Regions from separate parts of the Mus musculus genome. Here region 1 is linked to region 2. A link is a contact called in public Hi-C data. All regions are on one chromosome and are shown on one strand. The core of a region is the stretch at or near the end of the contact, and the rest is flanking DNA. Distances in the headings are between cores, read along the strand shown. Region 1 holds the start of Ncmap (noncompact myelin associated protein). Region 2 has its middle 11 kb from the start of Gm12984.

Region 1 (5,220 bases), core at 129-2,628, 80 kb before region 2:
GTATTGTCTAACAGCATGTGTCAACAAACCCACGACGGAGTTTCCTATCAAAGTACAAGTAACTCTTCCATGGCTCTTGCTCCTTCGCCCGCTTGCTGTGTGAGACTGAGTAACTGCTAGATCCTTGGACTTCCATTCACAGCTGCGATTGAACCATTGTTGGGAATTGCGCTGCCAACTGTAAGTCATCAATAAATTCTTTTACTATATAGAGACTATCCGTAAGTTCTGTGACTCTAGAGAACCCTGACTAATACAGAAGTTGCTTCACACTGAGCCATGGAAGCAACTCAGGGGCGCTCGGTCCAGACCCAGTCACTTCCTGGCTCTACTCCCAGTCTGCCACTTTACCTTCTGGGGACCTGAGGCCCACCTTGTCTTCCTGGTACTTCATTTCCCTGTTTATACAAGGATCTCTTAAATCTGGTTGTGAGCCTACCGTGTGCTGGAGAGACCGTGTGGCACCCGGAGACCGTGAAGATGCGCACAGCCTAGTTGAAAGTGGGAGTGCTGTTTTTTATTTTCGTTGGTGAAGCAATAATTCTTTTTTTTAAAAAAAGATTTTATTTATTATAAATAAGTACACTGTTGCTGTCTTCAGACACACCAGAAGAGGGCGTCAGATCTCATTACAGGTGGCTGTGAGCCACCATTTGGTTGCTGGGATTTGAACTTCGGAATAGCAGTCAGTGCTCTTAACCGCTGAACCATCTCACCAGCCCAATAATTCTTTTTTTAAATTTTGTGTGTGCATGTGTTCATGTGGGAGGGGATGGAGTTAGAAGCAATCGTGCCTTTCCTGATGTGGGTGCTGGGAACTGAACTTATGTTAAGCTCATCTTCTAAGCCCACCCCACCCTCCGTGCTAACTTTTAGGCAGGAAACAGGGAATTTTCTCACGCTTGCTAGGCAAGCACTTTACCCACTGACCCATGCTAGCTGAAACGTACTATGTTTTCGGAGCCAGCCTTGAACTTGCAGCAATCCCCTTGCCTCTGCTGCCTGTGTACTACTAGAAAATTAGTTTCTAATCACGCTCAGGAGGAATTTCTGTCACCTGTAAACTGCCAGTCCTCTGGTCCTCGGATCCCACAGCTGGTCCACACTTTCACTCCATCAGCTCGCTTCATCCGATTCAGCTCTCCGTCAACGCGAGGTCCCTTCCTCCTCTTTTGTCTTCTCACAATTCCAACCTGGAAGAAGTGGGTGCGGGGGGGTGCCAGACCTGAAGTCCCCTGAGCGGCAGGAGGAGAGAGCGACGTGGGGACACTGCGGGCGGGGCGGGAGCGCTGGGCAGGTGATGGGGGAGGGTGGTCACTAGTTGGGAGGGATGGGGCGGGACAGGACCCGGAGGCGACAGCGGCGGCTGCAAGAGGCGGGGCTGGGGTGTGGAGCAGGTAGGGCGCAGGGCACGGAACGCGGGGGCTTGGAAGGACAGCGCACAGGGGCTCAGGCCCGCGGAAGATAGCTCTCCGGACCCCCAGGGGTCCCCAGCCTGGCGCGCGCCTTGGCGTGAGCCGGTAGCTGAAAGGTCAGCAACATCTCCCGGTTGTCTGCAGACACCGGTGCACAGAGGTGTTCAGGGTGCAAGCTGAGAAGCACCCCGAAGCTGGGTGCATTCGGGGCTACATCTCTGGCATGCGGAAAGCTGGTGGTTTCCTTGTCCGCTCCTACGAAGTCACAGGGAGCGACCTGGACTCCCGGAAGAAAAGCCTACGAGAGGTAGGAGCCTTGAACTCCCCTCCCCCTCGGGTCCTGAGCTCTCCTGGTTTATAAACTGGGCATCCAGGAGAGCACGCTCCTTCCGAGGCCCCAGGAGCTGTGCAGTCCAATGAGACCAGCACCCGGAAAAGGGGCCCGGGCTCGTACCAGAGTCAATAAGCGAGATGTTGAATCAGCCGCTCCTTGATAGTGGGAGATTCCAGTCCCGGGTACCTTGAGGTGGAAGGAAATGGATTCCTGCCTCCAAAGGGGCTGGGTGGGGAAGCTCTGGGGTGCGGGAGGAAGATTCTTCTTGGAAGAGGGGTTGGGGGATTTGAGAAGCTGCGAAAGGAGCAAAGAAGCCGGAGTGGAGTGGTACCCAATCCGAGTCTCCGCCTCGGCCTGGCTGGCTGTCGCCTTGAGGCAGCCTCTTCTTACCAATTCGGTTTCTTGTACCTAAGTGAAACTTTCTTGTATCTAAACGAACCGGTGATTTGATTTTATGTAAGCTATTCCTTTTTGCCAGACTGGCTCCTTGGGGCCAGGGACTGTGTCTGGTTCACAATTGCCTCACCAGCTCCAGTAAAGCTGGGCTCGTAGTTAAACCAGGGGCTTAAGAGTGGCAGCAGCATTGTGGAGCGTGGTGGCGCACACCTTTAATCCCAGCACTTGGGAGGCAGAGGCAAGCGGATTTCTGAGTTTGAGGCCAGCCTGGTCTACAAAGTGAGTTCCAGGACAGCCAGGGCTACACAGAGAAACCCTGTCTCGAAAAACCAAAACAAAAAACAAAACAAAACAAAAAAGAGTGGCAGCATCGGGTGGAGCTGGGCACCTCCTGGTGTGTGTGGTGAGCAGGCACAGGCGGCTGAGCTGGGCTTGAAGATAGGCTCCCCTGGTCTCTGTGGTTGGGATTGCCCACCTAATTCCTAATTCTCCAACTGGACTCATATCACCACCTGAACTGTAGCTCAGGCTGGACACAGGCTTGTATATAACAGCAGTAAACACTATCCCGAGCCTGTCTGGTTCTGGTGACCTCCAGGTGGCCATGTGATAACATGAGTAGCAAAGATCTGACGAGGATTGAGGCTGGTGGGAGTGCGGGCATCCAGAGGGACAGAGACAGGGACACGGTCCCCCAGAAAGGCAAGGTCAAGGCCTCTTGTAGCACTTACTTGGGTCTTGCTTATGCCTGTAATTTCAGTACTCACGAGGGTGAAGGGTGAGGCTTGTCTCAAGTTCAAGGCCAGCCCAGGCTAGATAGTAATACAATCCTTAAAAATAAGTAAATAGGGCTGGAGAGATGACTCAGAAGTTGAGACCACTGACTGCTCTTCCAGGGGTCCTGAGTTCAAGTCCCACAACCATATGATGGCTGACAACCATCTATGATAAGGTCTGGCGCCCTCTTCTGGCTTGCAGGCATATATGCAGGCAGAACATACATACATACATACATACATACATACATACGTACATACAGCGAACCCACCTGTGTCTCACTGTGAACTCTAAGTGAACAGGGAGGAGCATGGATGCTGAGTGCCCCCCTCACTGTTCCCACCCCCAGCACTGCAGGGGACATGTAGACACTCGGGGAGTTTTCTGTGGACTGTAGACCTGCGCTCTTGGCTTTGAGGCAGTCCTGGCAGAACTGTGATTTTCTTCACCCATGTCCCCCCAGCTTAGGGGTACATCCTCTCATTCATCTGAAACCTCTGCTTCTCCCTATGCCAGTGGCTCTTCTCAAATAACAGCCCTCTGCTGGACATGGGCATATTCAAGAGAGGCCAGGACATGAGGTAGCCATGATGGCTCTGCCTCCCTGCCCTGGGATGTGGGGCAGGGCGGCAGAACCAGGGATGGCAGGAGAATCAGAAGTTTTAAGGTCAGCCAGGGGGTGGTAGCACATGCTTTTACTCCCAGCACTCAGGAGGTAGAGGCAGGCGGATCTCTGAATTCAAGGCCAGTCTGGTTTACAAATTGAGTTCCAGGATTGCTAGGGCTACATAGAGCACATGGGTTCACCTAGCTGGCTTCCATGTCCCTGGTTCCCCACCCCCCACCTCCAGCAGGTTCTCCATCTCCATTCTTCTGCATATGGCCCATCTGGATTCCATCTTTGCTTTAAGATCTGGTGGGATAGGTTCTTTGTGCCCTGTCCTCAGATGAATTCCTGATCCACAGTGAGGCTAGGTAGGCAGGAGGCAGAAAGTCAGGGAGGGAGGGGGCCAGAGCTGAGTCACTTACCTGTAGTGGGGCTCCATGTTCCCCCACTCAGTGCGGCACCGGGGAAGGTGGAGCCAGCTGCAGGGTGGCAGGTCCAGGAGAAGTTCTGTGGTCCAAAGCTCTCCGGCAACTTTACAGCTCGGTCTGAGGGTGGAAAAGAGGGTGTGTCTGTCTCTGAGACAAGGCTTGTTCTATAGCTAGTCTGGAGCCTGTTCTCAGGACCTCCTGTCTGTGCCAGGCATGCCTGAGCTGATGAGACCCCCAAGCCAGGGTCCCAGTGGCAGCAGAGTGGGAGGTGTAAGAACGGGGCACCTTGGGGAATGATGAGGATCTAGAAACCCAGCTGACCTTGTGCCAGAACTGAGGAGGGGACGACCAGCAGGGACTTTACCCTACACTGTGCCCAGTGTCTGCATGTGGTTTAAACCTCGTGTCTCTGATCTACCACTCCCTGATTTATCGATCAGCAGCAATTACTTAATAATGTCAGTGCCCCCTTTTGGAGAAACCTGTGTCTAGGACCTGCTGTGACAATTTTTAGGGCATGCTGCCTTGAAATTTTAAAATTCTTCCTACCACTGGGCATGGTGGACCCTTTCACCCAGAACTTCTCGAGAAGGCCAGCCCCTCTAGTCCTCTCAGTTCTGGGAGCCACACCTTAGCTCTCTTTCCAGCTGCAGACCTGAAGGATGCCCAGAGGACAAAGGCAGATTCCTCTCTGTTCCTCCCTCATCCAGCTGCAGTGTCTGGTCCTAGAGACATTAGCAGTGATCCTGCGAGCAGCCTACGCCTTCAGCTGAATTCCTCCAAAAGCCTCAGGCGCTCAACGGATGGGACATTCATCCCTTCCTAACCCCACCCCCACCCCCGCAGTTGCACAAACAGGCTTTAGAAGTATGAACACCCAGGTGGTGTTCCCAGGGATGGGCCTGAGTCAGTCAGACTATCTATCTCAGGCTGGCCTCGAACTTGCTACATAGCCAAAGATGACCATGGGAGTTCAAGGACCCCTCGGATACTAACACCTCTGACAGTCATATCCTGTATGTAAAATAGCAAAGCATAAACACAATCTCCTCCATTCTTGTTTGTTTGTTGTGTTATTTTAAGACAGGGTTTCTCTGGGTAGCCCTGGCTGTCCTAGAACTTGTTCTGTAGATCCGACTGGCCTCAAACTCACAGTGAACTGCCTGCCTCTGCCTCCTGAGTACTGGGATTAAAGACATGGGCCACCACCATCCAACTTTTTAAACTTTTTTTTTCTTCAAACTTTAACCATCTCTAGATTTC
Region 2 (5,457 bases), core at 320-2,819:
ACATTTACCCTAAAGTTACACATATAAAGACAGCTTTCTCGTTAAAAATGAATCTGGAGCTGGACTGGAGAGGTGGGGTGGCTCAGTGGTTGGAAGTATTGCTGCTCTTCCAGAGGACCCGACCGAGTTCAACTCCCGGCACCCATATGGCAACTCTTGATTGTAACTGCAGTTCCAGGGTATCGGACACCCTCACACAGACATAACGTGCAGACAAAACAGCAATGCATGTGAAATTAAAAAAAACAAATCTGGGGCCTTTTGTAGTGGTTTACTCCTTTAATCCCAGCATTCAGGAGGCAGAGGCCGGCAGATTTCTGAGTTTGAGGGCAGCCTGGTCTACAGAATGAGTTCCAGGACAGCCAGGGCTACACAGAGAAACCCTGTCTCAAAAAAAAAAAAACTAAACTAAATCAAAAGACTTAAGCAGTGAGCTGGTTTTACATGGAACCTACAGTGAGTTATAATGAAGAAACAAGGTACTCAGTGAAGACAATCCTAGAGGACTCTAGAGCTGGGAATAGTCTCATGTGCAGAGCTTTCTGTGTTCTTCCATGTGGAAACCAACCCCGTGTGAGACAGGAGAAGCAGTGTTGAGCGACTACAATGCGGACTCCCTGTATAAACAGTCGGAGTATTTGCTTCTGTTTAGCCTGACAGTTGGAACATTTGTGGCTGACCCATGCAACACAGGAGCTTTCATTCTTTCCAACTGAAACCTGACAGCAGTCCTTGCCTATACAGCTAGTTGAAGCTGTTTAGAGGCTAACCCAGTCTCTACTCATTTTTGAGTCCCATCTCAAAAATGGAGCACATGTCTGTAACTTAGGCAACAGCAGAAGGGCCTTCCCCCCTAGTTAGTTGCTTGTGAACTCAACAGAAGCTAGAGTTACTGCACAAGGCCACGCCAGCAAGATCAGTCAGCATCTCAGCCAGCAGCACTAACTGGACTCAAGCACAGGAGGCGGTCAGCTTCCTCGGCACCGTCTTCATCTTGAAGGCTCGGCCATCGTTTCCTGACCCATTTCTGAACATAGAAGTTACTAGAATTTGGACCTCTGTTTAGCATCATTTCTATAGTGTCCTCATAAATTAAATGGTGAATCAGCATAAAACCGTAAGGTGAGACATCACATGTACATCGTAGTCATTCACGGAGCCCACTGGGAGTGGAGGGACAGCCTGATCTACATAGCAATTTCCAGGCAATTTCCAGGCCAATCAGAGCAATATAGTGAGATCCTGCCTTAGGGGAAAAAATATTCCATTATCAAATGGCAAATTTCAACCAAGCAAAACCCAAAATTGGGCTGGAGAGATGGCTCAGCAGTTAAGAGCACTGGCTACCCTTCCGGAGGTCCTGTGTTCAAATCCCAGCAACCACATGGTGGCTCACAACCATCTGTAATGAGATCTGATGCCCTCTTCTAGTGTGTCTGAAGACAGCTACAGTGTACTTACATATAATAAGTCTTAAAAAAACAAACCCCAAATTTCTTTGGCAGTGTCCGGATAGGCACAGAGGCTTTCCATTCTTTCCTGGTCCCAGCTGTCCTCAGATTTGTCCACTAGGTGGCGCCTAGTCCCTGCTTGGCCACAGAGTGAGCTGGCATACTGTGCAGTCCTAAGACTCCTGTGCTTGCTTGGTCATTTTCTTTTTATTGTTATTTTAGGCAGGATCTCATATAACCCAGGCTGACCATGAACTTGCTGCATGGTCAAGGATGACCTTGAACTCAGTTCCTCTGTGTGTGTGTGTGTGTGTGTGTGTGTGTGTGTGTGTGTGTGTGTGTGTGTGTAAGAGAAAGGAAAGAGGTGGATATTTTGCTTGAATGCATATGTCTTTGTTTGTTTGTACCTCCTGTGTGCATGCCCTCAGAGGCCATTGGATTCCCCAGGACAGGAGTTACAGATGGTTGCACAAGGTTGCTGGGGATTAAAACCCAGTCCTCTGGGAAGAGCAGCCATTGCTGTCAACCACTGAGCCATCTATGTAGCTTTGGTTGGCCAGGAACTCAGTATGTGAACCTGGCTGCCTTTCAACTCCGATAGCTTGCATGCCCTGTCTCCAAGAGCTGCGATTAAGCAAAGGCATGTGCCGCCATGCCTAGCAGATGTTATTTATTTTTAATATTGTTGAGTGCATTTCCATCCGTGTATGCTGTATAAATATGCATTTATGTGTGCCCCAGTGCTCATGTGGAAGTCAGAACAATTTCACAAAGCCCATTCTTCCCACTTTATATCAGATCCGGGGTTCAAACTCAAGGGTAAGGTTTGTTCCGCTGCAACTGCTCACTTACCGTCTATCTGTTGGAGTGGTTTTGGTTTATGTTTTGTTTTGTTGAGACAAGGTCTCATTATATAGCCCTGGCTGTCCTGGAACTTGCTGTGTAGACCAGGCTGGCCTCAAACTCAGAAATCAGCCTGCCTCTGCCTCCCAAGTGCTAGGATTAAAGGTGTGAGGGCTTTTCGAGAGGGAACATCCGCCTCAGTGTCCTTCCAGTGGCCTAGCGTACAGGACCTGGAGGGCTTATGAGGGCTTAGATGTTTGATAAGAGCCTTGAAGATGACAGGGCAGGTTCTAGAGCGCGCTGAGAAGGGGCATGGGTCACAGGGTGACTCGGGGAAGCTGAGACATTTTCATTGTATACAGGGTCTCTTATAGTCTCATTTGTGAGATTCCTGGAATACTCCAAGTTTGAATCTAGGAAGGAGCAAAAGGCCATACACGCTCAGGCTTAAGCCGGGCTCCCTGCCGTTCTGATATCTCTTTTCAATGCGTATGAATTTTCCCCTACAGGAATGTCTGCCCACCATGTGCATACTTAGCCTTGGTTCTCTGAAACTAGAATTACAGGCAGTGGACTGGTGAGATGGCTCAGCAGGTAAGAGCGTTGATTGCTCTTATGAAGGTCCTGAGTTCAAATCCTAGCAACCACATGGTAGCTCACAACCATCTTTAATGAGACCTGACACCCTCTACTGGTGCGTCTGAAGTCAGCTACAGTGTACTTACTTAATGTATAATAATAAATCTTTGGGCCGGAGCAAGCAGGGACTGAGCAAGCAGGGCTGACCTGATCGAGTGGGGCTGACCAGAGCAAGCAGAGGTCCTAAAAAAGTTCATTTCCCAACAACCACATGAAGGCTCACAACCATCTGTACAGCTACAGTGTACCCATATATATATAGGCTGTTGTGAGCTGCCCCATAAGTTCTAGTCATTGAATCCAGGTCCTCTGGAAGAGCAGCGAGAGTTCTTCATCCCTGAGCCATCTCTGCAGCCCCATCTTTTCACATTCTAGTTTTAAATATCTACATAAAAGGATTATCGTGGGCCAAATAATGGTGGCACACATCTTTAATCCCAACACTTGGGAGGCAGAGGCAAATGGATCTCTTAGTTCTAAGCCAGCCTGGTCTATGGAGCTGGTTCCAGAACAGCCAGGGCTATGGAGAGAAACCCTGTCTCCAAACAAATGAACAAACAATGGACCATCATGTATATGCAGGCGGCCTTCATAACAAATCATAATTGTTATGGGATCCTTGACGTCAGTGACAGCCTAGAGTGGGAGGTGCCTTTCCTGTGGCCCCTTAATTTTCATTGCATGGCTATCCTGCCTCAAAATGGCACGACCTGACACAATTCAGGAGGTTGGAGATTTGAAGTAATCTAGGTCCGCAGTAGTGGCGTGTGGTTTTTGATGCATCCATCATAAAATGCTGTTACAGTGTTTAGGGTTAGGCAGGAGGCCTGACTGACACTGGGGACCCAGATGGCCCCACTCACGCTGCAGCCGTCAGGACGCCTCAGTTCCTCACCAGCAGGCTCGTATTCCTTGATATCATTTCTTTTTCTTTCTTTTTCTTTTTAAGATTTATTTATTTATTATCTGTAACTACACTGTAGCTGTCTTCAGACACTCCAGAAGAGTGCGTCAGATCTTACTACAAGTGGTTGTGAGTGAGCCACTATGTGGTTGCTGGGATTTGAACTCAGGACCTTCGGAAGAGTAGTCAGTGCTCTTAACCACTGAGCTATCTCTCCAGCCTGATATCATTGAAGAGGGAAGAGTCTTCTTCACTGTGAGCAGACCCTGGGTCCTGCCTGCGGAGAGAGGCAACTGAGCACCAGCGATCCAGCACTAGTTCCCTGCCCTCTGCTCTGGAAGGGATGGGATGTCAGCAGACTCTTCGAGTTCCAGCCCGCCCAGACTTCCCCCATGCTGATGGCTGTAGCTGGAAGTTGCCAGGCCACTCACCCTGTGTCTTGGTTACTTTTCCATTACTGTGATAAAACGTGCATGACCGAGGCAACTTATAAAGGGAAGTGGTTAAATGGGCTTCAGCTTCGGAGGGTTAGAGTCCTCGCTGACAGAGCAAAACAAAAACACAAAACACAAGGGCAGGAACAACTGAGAGCTCACATCGTGGTCCTGCAAAGTATGACACAGAGCAAGATACTGGGAATGGCATGCATCTTTTGAAACCTCCAAGCCCACTCCTGGTGGACACATCCTCTACCAAGGACACACCTCCTAATCCTTCCCAATCAGTTCCACCAGTTAAGCATCAAGAATTCAAACACTGGAGCCTACCTGGGGGTCATTTTCATGCAAACCACTACAACCTGTACCTGTCAAGTGCAATCCTGAGAGCTGAACCCAGGCTCATAAAGACAGACCCTTGGCAAACACTGGTATTTTATCATACAACTAGGCAAAGTCCACTGATCCATGGCCTCTCTGCCTCTGTGAAATTCACAGTTCTGTGGACTGAGGACTCAGAACATTGGGCCTTCCTAGGGGACTGACTGACTCAGGCATGAATCTCCCATCCTGGATGTAGCCTTTAAACATTCACCTGGGCCAGTCTCCTTTCAGGAAGAAGGTGGAGGAGCTATGTGTCCATGTGGGTAGAGCTTGGGACCTGTTCCCGTCAGCCCTTGCTGGTGAGCTTGGGCAAGCCCTTATCTCTCTCTGGGGCTCTGGGTGCCCCTTATGGATGTACAGGCTGAGTTGGTATGTCTGATAATGCTACGGACTCACTTCTGACAAATGATAGGACATTTGAGGAACCACCATCACTGACGCATTCTCCCGGAAGCCAGTGAGGACACAGGGCCAGGTGCTGATGGAAAACGGGGCTATGCAATATCTGGGTGCTACAGGTCACACGAGGGACTCGCTGTCAAGACCTGTGACTGTATCCTTTACTATGACAAAACGGGTGGCAGAACGGACTCAGGGAGAGACATTGACAAGGGCTTATCTGTCACTGTGGTGAAGACGTGGCTGCCACAGTGGCTCAACCAGAGGCGGCAGGAGGTCCCGGTGTAGCCGCTGTGTTGCTTTTCTTAGGACAAGGCAGGCCACTGATGAGGCATTGAAAAAAGAGACGCAGCTAGACAAGGTGGCGCATGCCTTTAATCTCAACACTCAGGAGGCAGAG

The links. Hi-C and Micro-C count contacts between places; a contact is called where the count stands out from the background.
Region 1: a contact with region 2 is called in a Hi-C map of Th1 cells, with 2.9 times the contacts expected there. The contact joins the promoter of Ncmap here to the enhancer-like site in region 2. A contact is called at or near these places in 1 of 484 Hi-C or Micro-C datasets (Th1 cells), 3 of 115 datasets of contacts at active chromatin or transcription factors (embryonic stem cells and pancreatic cancer cells) and 3 of 9 other capture datasets (adipose tissue, liver and pancreatic islet).

What each region holds. Positions count from the first base shown.
Region 1 is chr4:135,394,385-135,399,604 of GRCm38.p6, reverse strand. It overlaps Ncmap (noncompact myelin associated protein), which reads left to right and starts at 1,378. Exons shown (of 5, transcript NM_145555.2): 1 at 1,378-1,722.
Region 2 is chr4:135,314,298-135,319,754 of GRCm38.p6, reverse strand. No RefSeq gene overlaps it. Among named protein-coding and RNA genes, the nearest start is that of Gm12984, 11 kb to the right of the region's middle. Within about 2 kb of position 1,569, at least 19 of the 459 cell types and tissues checked have an H3K27ac peak or open chromatin away from gene starts, as enhancers often do. A contact at or near this core is called in Th1 cells, where this site is marked.